Linked DNA regions of Sus scrofa: all the other regions are linked to region 1. Evidence: chromatin contacts called from public HiChIP or PLAC-seq data. All regions are on one chromosome and are shown on one strand. Each heading gives the region's core, a stretch centred on a gene start, on an enhancer-like site or on the middle of the called end of the contact. The rest is flanking DNA. Distances are from core to core; before and after follow the strand shown. Region 1 holds the start of ABCG2 (ATP-binding cassette, sub-family G (WHITE), member 2). Region 2 holds the start of PKD2 (polycystin 2, transient receptor potential cation channel). Region 3 overlaps PKD2 (polycystin 2, transient receptor potential cation channel).

Evidence for each region. HiChIP or PLAC-seq counts read pairs in DNA pulled down with a chosen protein or histone mark.
Region 2: a contact with region 1 is called in an H3K27ac HiChIP or PLAC-seq map of skeletal muscle. The contact joins the promoter of PKD2 here to the promoter of ABCG2 in region 1. A contact is called at or near these places in 12 of 47 Hi-C or Micro-C datasets (brain, embryonic fibroblasts, fetal liver and 7 more) and 2 of 2 datasets of contacts at active chromatin or transcription factors (alveolar macrophages and skeletal muscle).
Region 3: an H3K27ac HiChIP or PLAC-seq map of alveolar macrophages shows a contact between it and region 1. The contact joins the enhancer-like site here to the promoter of ABCG2 in region 1. A contact is called at or near these places in 12 of 47 Hi-C or Micro-C datasets (brain, embryonic fibroblasts, fetal liver and 7 more) and 2 of 2 datasets of contacts at active chromatin or transcription factors (alveolar macrophages and skeletal muscle).

The regions. Positions count from the first base shown.
Region 1 is chr8:130,851,645-130,855,056 of Sscrofa11.1, reverse strand. ABCG2 (ATP-binding cassette, sub-family G (WHITE), member 2) reads right to left here and starts at 1,643. Exons shown (of 17, transcript NM_214010.1): 1 at 1,586-1,643.
Region 2 is chr8:131,057,321-131,060,732 of Sscrofa11.1, reverse strand. It overlaps PKD2 (polycystin 2, transient receptor potential cation channel), which reads left to right and starts at 1,801. Exons shown (of 15, transcript NM_001245979.1): 1 at 1,801-2,573. The coding sequence starts at 1,973.
Region 3 is chr8:131,030,047-131,033,458 of Sscrofa11.1, reverse strand. PKD2 (polycystin 2, transient receptor potential cation channel) reads left to right here. Exons shown (of 15, transcript NM_001245979.1): 5 at 420-644; 6 at 3,261-3,412. Among named protein-coding and RNA genes, the nearest start is that of PKD2, 27 kb to the left of the region's middle. Within about 2 kb of position 1,903, at least 37 of the 83 cell types and tissues checked have an H3K27ac peak or open chromatin away from gene starts, as enhancers often do. A contact at or near this core is called in alveolar macrophages, embryonic fibroblasts, fetal liver and 3 more, where this site is marked.

The DNA of each region.
Region 1 (3,412 bases), core at 394-2,893:
GGCGCTCCCACCGCCATTCTTCAGTCTCCTCTGCATCCTGCTGTGATGCCAGACTTGCCAGCAGAAGCAGGCGCTGGGAGAAGCTTCTCCAAGGACATGGTATATTTCCTGCCTGAATTCTCCTCTTCCCTTTTTATTTTAGCCTCCAGGATGTAATTTAACCTGCTCCCCACATCCGTTCCAATGTGCTCCCCCACAGGGACTCTAGAGGTATTTTATTTTCCATCTCTTCTCCTCAAAGCTTCATGAATGCTTAATAAATATAAATGCTGAGGAGTTCCCATTGCGCCTCAGGGGTAACAAACCCAACTAGTATTCATGACGATGAGGGTTCGATACCTGGCCCTGCCCAGTGGGTTAAGGATCCGGCATTGCTGTGGCTGTTGTGCAGGGATCTGACTCCTAGCCTGGGAACTTCCACATGGCACACATGTGAAAAAATAAATAAATAAATGCAGAAATCCATTTTGGATGTAAGTGCATTTTAATACCATTTGGATGCAAAAAAAAAAAGTGTTTTTCAAGGGAACTCTTGCTGAATGCCCAGGATGGAACAAAGATGACCAATAAATATTTGTTACTATGAATATGCTTTTTTTTTCTGAAAGTGGAATGAGCTTTTATAGTTCTACTATTAAGCAAGAAATGTAATTCACCTTTACCAGTATTTTTTTAACTGTTTGCTAGATTTAAAATCTCATTTCTTTTGCCATATAGTTTCTGTATTCTCATGTCTTCAGTATTATCTTAAACAAATATTGTAATAAGCCAGTTAATTTTTGTAGTTAGTTATTAAAAGTCAACTACCCACAGAAAAATTACAAAAGGGAGCTCAGTAACTTTAGCAAAACATCCAAAGTTGTGGACAAACTTTATGTCCTGGGGAGAAGAAAAAGACGTAGAATATATTGGTTAATCCCTTTAAAAGTATTAACATCAACAAATTTCTCTCCCACTTCCATCCTCAGTAAGTTTTTATCCATCCAATATCAACTGTAGCTTTACACAATTGGGAAAAAGCCAGAGTTTTACCAACCAGCTCTTTACATACACCCTACCAGACATGGAATCAGCTGCCCCAAGGCATTGTTTCCTGAGAAAGAGTCAAAATTTTCGGTCTGGGACCCCTAGACTGGGAACATCCATGTGCCACGGGTGCAGCCCTAAAAAAAAAAAAGACAAAGAGACCAAAAAAAAAAAAAAAAAAAAAAATGTGTTATCTGGAGTTCCCTCTGTGGCACAAGGGGATCTGAGCACTGGGATGCTGGTTTGATCCCCTCCAGCACAGTGGGTTGTGAATCCTGTGTTGCTGCAGCTGCAGCTTAGGAAGCAAGTGCAGCTCAGATCCGATCCCTGAACCAGAACTCTGTGTGCCTCGTGGTGGCCAAGAAAAAGAACACAAAATGAAACGAAAAAAAATTTTTTTCAGTCTGTTTCAGACTCACTTTCAAGTGAAACTGGAAGGAACTAATGAAAACCTAATCATTTCAGTAGTACAGTTTCCTATTGTCCACCAAATGAACACGCAATACCCACGGACCTCTCAAGCCACACACATCCCAATCGGCTTTCACAATATACTTACTCAGCTTAATAACGGTTCAGTTCAACCAAGGGCTCCAATCTCAGGAACTCTTATGCTCAGAGGCAGAGCACTAACAATCATTTATATAAACGCTGAGATGAGTCAGCGGGACCAAACATACCCTGCGGAAGCAGGTCCCACTTACAACGACATCAAGCACCTGTGCTGTGCTCTCTAAACGGTGAAGACCTTTTCCAAAAACTCCCCGGCTGCTTTCCAGGCTGCCTCCGTCCAGCGTCTCCCCAGCCAGGGAGTCCGACCGCCGGGGACTCCCTCTCCGGTCTCACGCGCTTGGGACTCGGTCTGCACCGGCGCAGGACTCAGGACACAGCCCGCGCCCGGGGCAAAGTCCGGCGGGGGCGACCCTCCCCGACCGGCGCCCACGGCCCAGCCCGAAGCCCACCCCCGCGCCCGCGCGCTCCCCGCACTCACAGGCGCAGCGGCCGGCCTGGGAAAGGGCCAGCTCCGCGTTACAATCACGGTCTAGGGCGGCGGCAGCAACCCGCGCGGTCGGGGCGGCGAGGGACGAGCGCAGGGAGCCCCGACGCCGGCTTCACTTCGCACGCTTCGGGCAGTGGGCGGTGAGTGCGCAGGACCGCGGCCCCTCCCTCGCGCCCCTGGTCCTCCAGGTCAGTGCCCGCAGGCCAGCGGAAGGCGTAGCGCCGCCTGCCCGGGGCGATAAGCGCCCGGCGCCCGGGCGGAGCGCATGCAAGTGTTGTGATCGGATCCAGCTGGGCGCTGAACCGGACTGTCTCCTGCCCGCGGGGCCCGGGTCACAGAAATGAGTATCCCAGAGCATGCAGGGACAAAGCAGAAACTCCCGCCTCGAGAGCCTGTATGAAATGGACAGTGGCGATTAGCCCTGGAAACCCCAGGACGCTACCTGGGCTGATGAACACCTGGATGGATTGGGTCGCTGCTGGTGTTCTACGCCTCTAAGCACAAGGGGACGCTGACCCCAAGGGTTTTTTTCTGTAAATATTACTATGAACAGTGTGTCTCAATCTACCTATATGTATATTTTGTCTTTTTAGGGTCGCACCCGCAGCATGTGTTGGTTCCCAGGTTAGGGGTCAAATGGGAGCTGCAGCTGGTGGCCTACACCACAGCCACAGCAAGCCAGCCTTGCCTGTGATCTTCGCCACAGCTCACGGCAAGGCAGGATCCCTGATCTACTGAGCGAGGCCAGGGATGGAACCTGCATCCTCATGGATACTAGTCAGATTCGTTTCTGCTGGGCCACTCCAGAAACTCCACTATGTACAGGTTAAATGTGTTCTTCCCACTCTTGTAATAAGTACTTCTGTTTAGTACACTGATGTGTGGAAAAACTGGAAAGCGATTGTGCAGATTCATAAAAAGGGTTCCTAACCTCATCTTAATACTTTCTCAAGCTGATCACTGCTATCGAATTCTGTCTGAAAAATTCTGACTAAAGTCAGCATTTCATAAATGTATTGTAAAGAAATGAGTCATTTTAGCTTATAAGTTAGCATTTATTTTGGGCTAATTATTTTCAAATGCTGTTTCCTCATTGAATGTTTGGGTATTTTAGGCAACAGACTATTAGGAAGGGTAGAATCTAGAGACAGCCTTCCTAATTTTATGGGTGAGTCATCGGGCCCAGAGGGGACCATTCTGCACAAGGTCAAAAGTTAGGAGGATAATGGGTGACTCACAGTTTCTCAGGCCACTCTGCTCTCTAGCTCATGACTTCTCTGAACAGAGTAACCGCCCAGTGTTTATAGAGCCTGGTTATATTGGGACTCCCACCAAATGTATTCTTAATCTGGCACTTTTCCCTTCCCATTTAACTAAACTTCTTTT
Region 2 (3,412 bases), core at 552-3,051, 210 kb before region 1:
CACAGATACCCCAACAGGTAAATTGCATGATCAGGTGACGAGCGGCCATAATAATAATCAGGTGACAAGCAGCGCATGTTCTGAGTGCCCAGGGAACCGGTGACAGGTGCTACACATATGGATGTGCGGGATAGGAAACCAGGCAAGAAAACTAAAATTTGGGTGGTTATGGGCTGAACTGTGTCCCCATCAGAAATTCATATTTTGAGGTCCAACACCCCCATCCCACCCCATCAGAGTACCCCAGAATGTACTGAGGTAGGGTCTTTGAAAAGGTCATGAAGTTATAAGTGAGATCATTAGCGTGGGCCCTAAACAAACCTGACTGGTGTCCTCGTAAGAAGAGGAAACTGGGACACAGACACAGAGGGAAGATGACATGAAGACAGAGTGAAGGCTGTATCCCATCTACAAGCCCAGGAGCAACGCCTCAGAAGAAACCAACCCTGCCGACACCTTGATCTTAGACTTCCAGCCTCTAGAATTGTGAGAAAAATTAATGTCTGTGGTTAGAGACACCCAGTCTGTGGTACCCCATTATGACAGCCCTAGAAGAAAAAAATGTATACACACACACATATGTGTGTGTGTGCGCATATATATATTTATAAATATGTATACATATAAAAATATATATACCTTATACACACACACATAGAAGAAGGTTTTGAAAATTCACTAAATCAAGATACGGACATTAAATGTTAACCTTTAAGCTGGCAGAAGCCTCCACAGGTGTCGAAGCATCAACGTGACACAAGCAGGTTTGGTTCTGGAAACACAATTTGGAAACAGTGGGGACCCCAAAGTGAAGGATGATGGTGGAACTGACAGACTAAAACAAGCCATCGGGGTTCTGGGCTACATTACTGCCAATGGGAATAAGCAACAGAGGTCCTATCAGGGAGACATTTGTGGGGCAGAAGTAACACAAGTCGGGGGAAATGATGTGGAGGAGAAGAGGAGAAAGGTGAGGCAACCCTGCAGAAGTGGGAGTGAGGATGCCTCAGATCTCACCTGGGGATACAGGAGGTGAGGCAGGCTGGAAAGAAGAGGGGGAAGGATAAATTTAGTTTGGGATGGGTGCAGTTGGAGACAGCTGCCAAGCATCGAGCTGGATGTGCTCCACAGAGCGGGAATTAAGCGCCGGAGCTCGGACCTGGCATGCGATTCTGTTACTCCCAGGTCAGTCCCGGCTGCAGCAGATGCGGTGGTGGGAAGGGGACGGCTGAGATCACGCGGAGCACCAGCGATCCGAGAGCCCCAAGGCCGAATCCTTGCGGTTCCCACAATGTGTGGAGAGAGGAGCCAACCAAAGATTAAAGAAACCATCCGAAAGGCAGCAGAGTCGGGACGAGGAGGGCCGCCAAGCGCCAAGTTAGTCAGCGTTAGGGGCTAGTTGGTCGTTTTCAAGTCAAAGCTTTCCTTTGCCTCCGCTGCAGACCAGCGCAGGCTGGGTTTCGCCTGTTCGCACCACCGTCCCCTAAAATGGTTCACCCCTCTCCCCGCACTTTGGTAAATCGAGGCAGAAGTGGCTGGGTGGGGGGAACGGAGACCCAAGCCTTATTTCAGGGTCGCGCAGCCAGGGACAGCTCCAGAAGCCCTTGGCTCGCGGGTGGACGGACGGCTCGGCGAGTCCCTCCCCGCCCGAGCCCTTCCACCCGAAAGGAATGCGGCCGCCCGCGCCCGGGCTCAGGCTGCACTTGGAACGCGGACCCGGGCGCCGCGCGCCGAGCGCGCGGACCACGGGGGCGGCTGCCTTGCGCCTCCCCCTGCAGCGCGCGGCGGCCGCCGGGCGAGGCGAGGCGAGGGGGAGGCGGGCCGAGGGGGCGGGCGAGGGACGCGGGACCGCGGGGAGGTCGGGGGCGGGGAGCAGGAGCCGCGGGCCCCGGGAAGAAAAGAACATGGCTCCTGCAGCGGGCAGCGCCGAGCGGGGCACCGGGCGAGGGCGCGCCTGCAGCCAGTGACCGCGATGGTGAACTCGAGCCGCGTGCAGCCGCAGCAGCCCGGGGACGCCCAGCGGCCGGCGGCGCCCCGAACGGCGGGCCCCGGGCGGCTGATGGCGGGCGGCGGGGCCGCGGGCGCTGGCCTCGCGGCCCCGGGCGGCCTCCGCGAGCAAAGGGGCCTGGAGATCGAGATGGAGCGCATCCGGCAGGCGGCCGCGCGGGACCCTCCGGCCGGAGCCTCGGCCTCTCCCTCTCCTCCGCTCTCGTCGTGCTCGCGGCAGGCGTGGAGCCGCGACAACCCCGGCTTCGAGGCCGAGGAGGAGGAGGAGGAAGACGAGGTGGAGGGAGAAGAAGGGGGCATGGTAGTGGAGATGGACGTGGAGTGGCGCCCGGGCAGCCGGAGGTCCGCAGCCTCTTCGGCCGTGAGCTCCGCGGGCGCCCGGGGCCGGGGGCTGGGGAGCTTCCACGGCGCCGGCCATCCGAGCGGGAGGCGGCGCCGGCGAGAGGACCAGGGCCCGCCGAGCCCCAGCCCGGCCGGCGGCGGGGACCCGCTGCACCGCCACCTCCCCCTGGATGGGCAACCGCCCCGAGTGGCCTGGGCCGAGAGGCTGGTTCGCGGGCTGCGAGGTAAGCGCGCGGGACCCGCAGCGGCTGATGCACGAACCAGAACCGCGGGCGCCGCGGGAGCCATCGCCCGCCGGGGCAGCTTTCCGGGGGCTCCACCTCGCGTACCCATTGCGTCCCCGCCTCCCCTGGAAGCGCCTTCCCCACCTCTGCTAAAGCTGCTCTATTTCCGGTGCCCATCGCTGAATTCCAGGGCGCCCTTGTTGGTGCAAACTTATTGGATACCTCCTTCTTCTAAAGGAAGACGTGCCTGCTTATCTTTACCTTTGGAAATAGTGAAAGCCGTAGTAGAGTGAAAGGGTACATCTGGAGATTTTTTTTTTTTTTTCTTGTTAGGGAAAAGAAAAACAGACTAATACAGATGGTGGTTGCAAGCACATATTTGCTCATTTTACCTAATTTTCTACCTAGTAGAAAAATTTGTCCTAGTACCCATGGTCTTCCGCCGGCCTGGATGCCCTAGTGCCCCTTATCCGATTCTGGAAAGGGTAGGCAGTTCAGCGGGAGGAGGGCCATTGAGTAGTTATTGATGGTTTGGTGTTGTGCACGGTTGTTTGCGGGAGAGGGAGCTGTTTTTTGAGAACACCACGAATAGGATAAAATAATGTCTGTTATTTGGCCTGCAATTCTAATTCTTTGTCTAAAATAGTTGCAAAGTGAATGTTAACGTTGTTAAGGATGTTTTTCAATAACTGACGTTCTTTGAAATTCCGGTGAAACAGTGACGTCATCAGATACCACCTGTGGGTAGATGTGTCGAGTTCAGTGCACCCAACCCGCCAAAAGGCAGCAGAGGCATTTTGGAATTTACCAGTGCCTGTTAACAGGACACAGTTTTTCCA
Region 3 (3,412 bases), core at 654-3,153, 180 kb before region 1:
ATTATAGTCCCAAATGCTGGAGTTCCCGTCGTGGCACAGTGGTTAACGAATCTGACTAGGAGCCATGGGGTTTCGGGTTCGATCCCTGGTCTGGCTCAGTGGGTTGAGGATCCGGCGCTGCCATGAGCTGTGGTATAGGTCACAGACACGGCTTGGATCCCAATTGCTGTGGCTCTGGCATAAGCCAGTGGCTACAGCTCCGATTCGACCCCTAGCCTGGGAACCTCCACATGCCGCAGGTGCGGCCCTAAAAAAGACAAGACCAAAAAGAAAGAAAGAAAAATACTCACATTACCCAGCTTGATGGGAATTTATTTATTCCATACTCTTATCTTACCAGGAACCAGTTGTCTTTGTAATAGCCCCTGGCTTCCTTGATTTTATCCATTTGGTTTGTTCTCATTCTGTTTTTTCATTAGTTGGATCTACACAAGCGAAAAAGACTTGAATGGGAGTAGCCACTGGGGAATGCTCACGACGTACAGCGGAGCTGGCTATTACCTGGATTTGTCGAGAACAAGAGAGGAAACGGCCGCTCAGCTGGCTCACCTCAGGAAACACGCCTGGCTGGACCGAGGAACCCGCGCAACGTTTATTGACTTTTCCGTGTACAACGCCAACATCAACCTGTTCTGTGTGATCAGGTGTGTACAAGGCCACACGCATCCTTCCCACTTCTGTGTGTTTGTATCCATCCTAGGGTGGAAATAGGCCAGAGCACGGCTGCCTGCCGTTGGCTAAATGAGAATGTCACGGATCAGAGCTGACAGCAAGGTGGGGCGGAAACCAAGCTTCCCAGGATAGGGATATCTGGCGGAAGGAAGTTAGGATCCTTGAATATTCTAAGTTGGGAGGAACCTTAGGTCTGGGCCAGGTGCATCCCAAAGCTGGAACATTCCCAGATAAAGCACTGTGTTTGGCTAACATCTACCCTTTCCCACGTGAAGGATGATTGGTGCTCCGTGCTCTGTTACCGAGGCCCCCAGCCATCAAATCTTGATTCCGCTCCCTTAGTTTCCCACTCTCTGATGAAGCGCATGCTATTAGAACACAGGTGCAGTAGGCAGGAGCGATGCCTGGGTTCCTATTCGAGGATCTGCTCGTGTTTGAGATCTACCAAGAGCGGGTCACGTTCCTTCTACAGACCCCATGACGTTGCGATCAGGACTGCTCCGGTGATAGGACGCTGGCAAAGACCCCACTGGCTTGCCTGGGGCTTCTTGTTCATGCATTCATTCAGCGAGCATTTAGTGGCCATTCAGTATGTGCCAGGCGCTGTTCAAGACTCTTGGGAGGCATCGGTGAACAGAATAAAGATCCCTGCCCTTGTAGAGTTCACATTCAACTAGATAAGAGAGGTAAGAGAGAAAAACAATAAAAACAAATGAATTAAATGGCATATTAGAAGGTAAAACATGCTCTAAAAAAGTGGGACGAGACAAGAGGAATCCTGAGTTCACCCACTTTAATCCTCCAGGTGAACGTGGCAGCAACATCCAAACGTTGTCGCCATGAATTACTTCCGCCAAACAAGAAGGATAAATTCTCGTGATGTCCTTATTTGGTGATTATTTTTGAGGCTAAACTCAACTCTGCATTACAGAGCTCGTTGGATTTTCCCAGTCTGTAACAACTTTGGTAGAAAATAATATCATATTAAATCAAGTAAGAGTTATCACTAAAAAATGTATGAAAATCTACTGCAATTATGAATGATTCCAGGGAGCACAGGAAGAGGATTAAAAAGCAGGCAGGACGCGCTGACATTTAAGGAAATATCTATTTATAGAAGGTATAAACGAGTATGTCTTTCACTTCCTCCACATGCTTTCCGAGTGACTGTTGTCCAGGCAGTTGCTTCATTTCTCTTAACTGTTGCTTCAGTTTCTGGAGGGGGTGACAGTGCAGAATCAGACTGGAGCTGGGAGAGTGACTCAGCACACAGCAGCCACTTCCTGCCTTGCACGTTCACACAGCGGCTGTCACGAGACTCTTTGTTTCAGTGTTGCTGTCCTGAGTGTGTGGTTCTCAGCCCCGCTCTCCAGCACATCCAATAGGAAGAAGCCAGCAGGCGGATAGTGCAAAGGAAGGAAGGTGGCTCGTGCTTTGACCAGCTCTCACTGGCCATGGTCCCTACCTGTACTTGATTATTGCTCATGCTTGAACCCTAGACACTCAGCTTCTAGGAGTGGCCACCTGTCCCGCCCGTCCTGTCATGGGAGAGATGGTGACGCCTGCGTGGACTAGAGGTTTTGCAGATGTCCTAAAATTAGGGAGCTAGAGATTCTATTTCCAGTGCGATGGGGAGATTGTACCATTAAGTGGATCATGTAACTTTCTCTGTGACATCTACGAATGACAATTCGCATCTCTGTGACAATGCGAATTTGGCAAGAAACATCTTCAGTTCTGATAAAGCGCTGAAGACCGGTGCCAAGGCTATGAATGTGAAAACGTAGGTTACTGGGTCAGACAGTCAGACATTTACCAAACACCGATTGACTATAAGGCTCTAAGTCTCAATAGCCAAAGTACCCCCTAGGCAAATTATCCCGTGCTCCTTTGTTGTTACCAAGTGCATGAATGAGAAACTCAGTCGCTATCTCTATATGTATATGAAATTCTCATCCTACTTCTCATCCTATTTATGAAGATGATGTATATTTATGTTTTTCATTGCCTACTTGAATGACTGGCATTTAATAGAAGTCCTAGAAAGGCTTGTTTGTTGATTAACTTCTGCATTTAAAAAACAAGTATACGGAGTCCCCATAGTGGCTCGGTGGAAACGAAACTGACTCGTATCCATGAGCATACGAGTTTGATCCCTGGCCCTGCTCGGTGGGTTAAGGATCTGGCGTTGCTGTGCGCTGTGGTGTAGACCGGCAGCTGCAGCTCTTATTTGACTCTTAGCCTGAGAACTTCCATATGCCACAGGTGCGGCCCTAAAAAGAAAAAAAAAAAGTACATACAACATTTTGAGTGGTATAAATTTGAGAAAAGTGAATGGGAGACTGAGAAGGAAGGATCTCTTTAATCTGAGAGGCCCCAGGAAGTCTTATTCCTTTTGTGACACAGAATTCTACAAGGATGGAGTTCCTGTCATAAAAATAGTTTGCCACTCATTTGGGGTGAGTTGCGGTTGCGGTTTTATTACCTTCTCATGCAGGGACAGAATAGATGGTGTCCTTTCCTGGCTGCCTCCACGTGTTGTCAGTGCTGATGCGGCTATTGTTTTAATTGTTCTTGTTGCAACGCAGGTTATTGGTCGAGTTCCCAGCCACAGGCGGAGTGATTCCATCTTGGCAATTTCAGCCTGTAAAGCTGATCCAGTATGTCACAACTTTCGACTTCTTCCTGGCAGCCTGCGAGATTATCTTTTGCTTCTTTATCCTTTACTATGTGGTGGAAG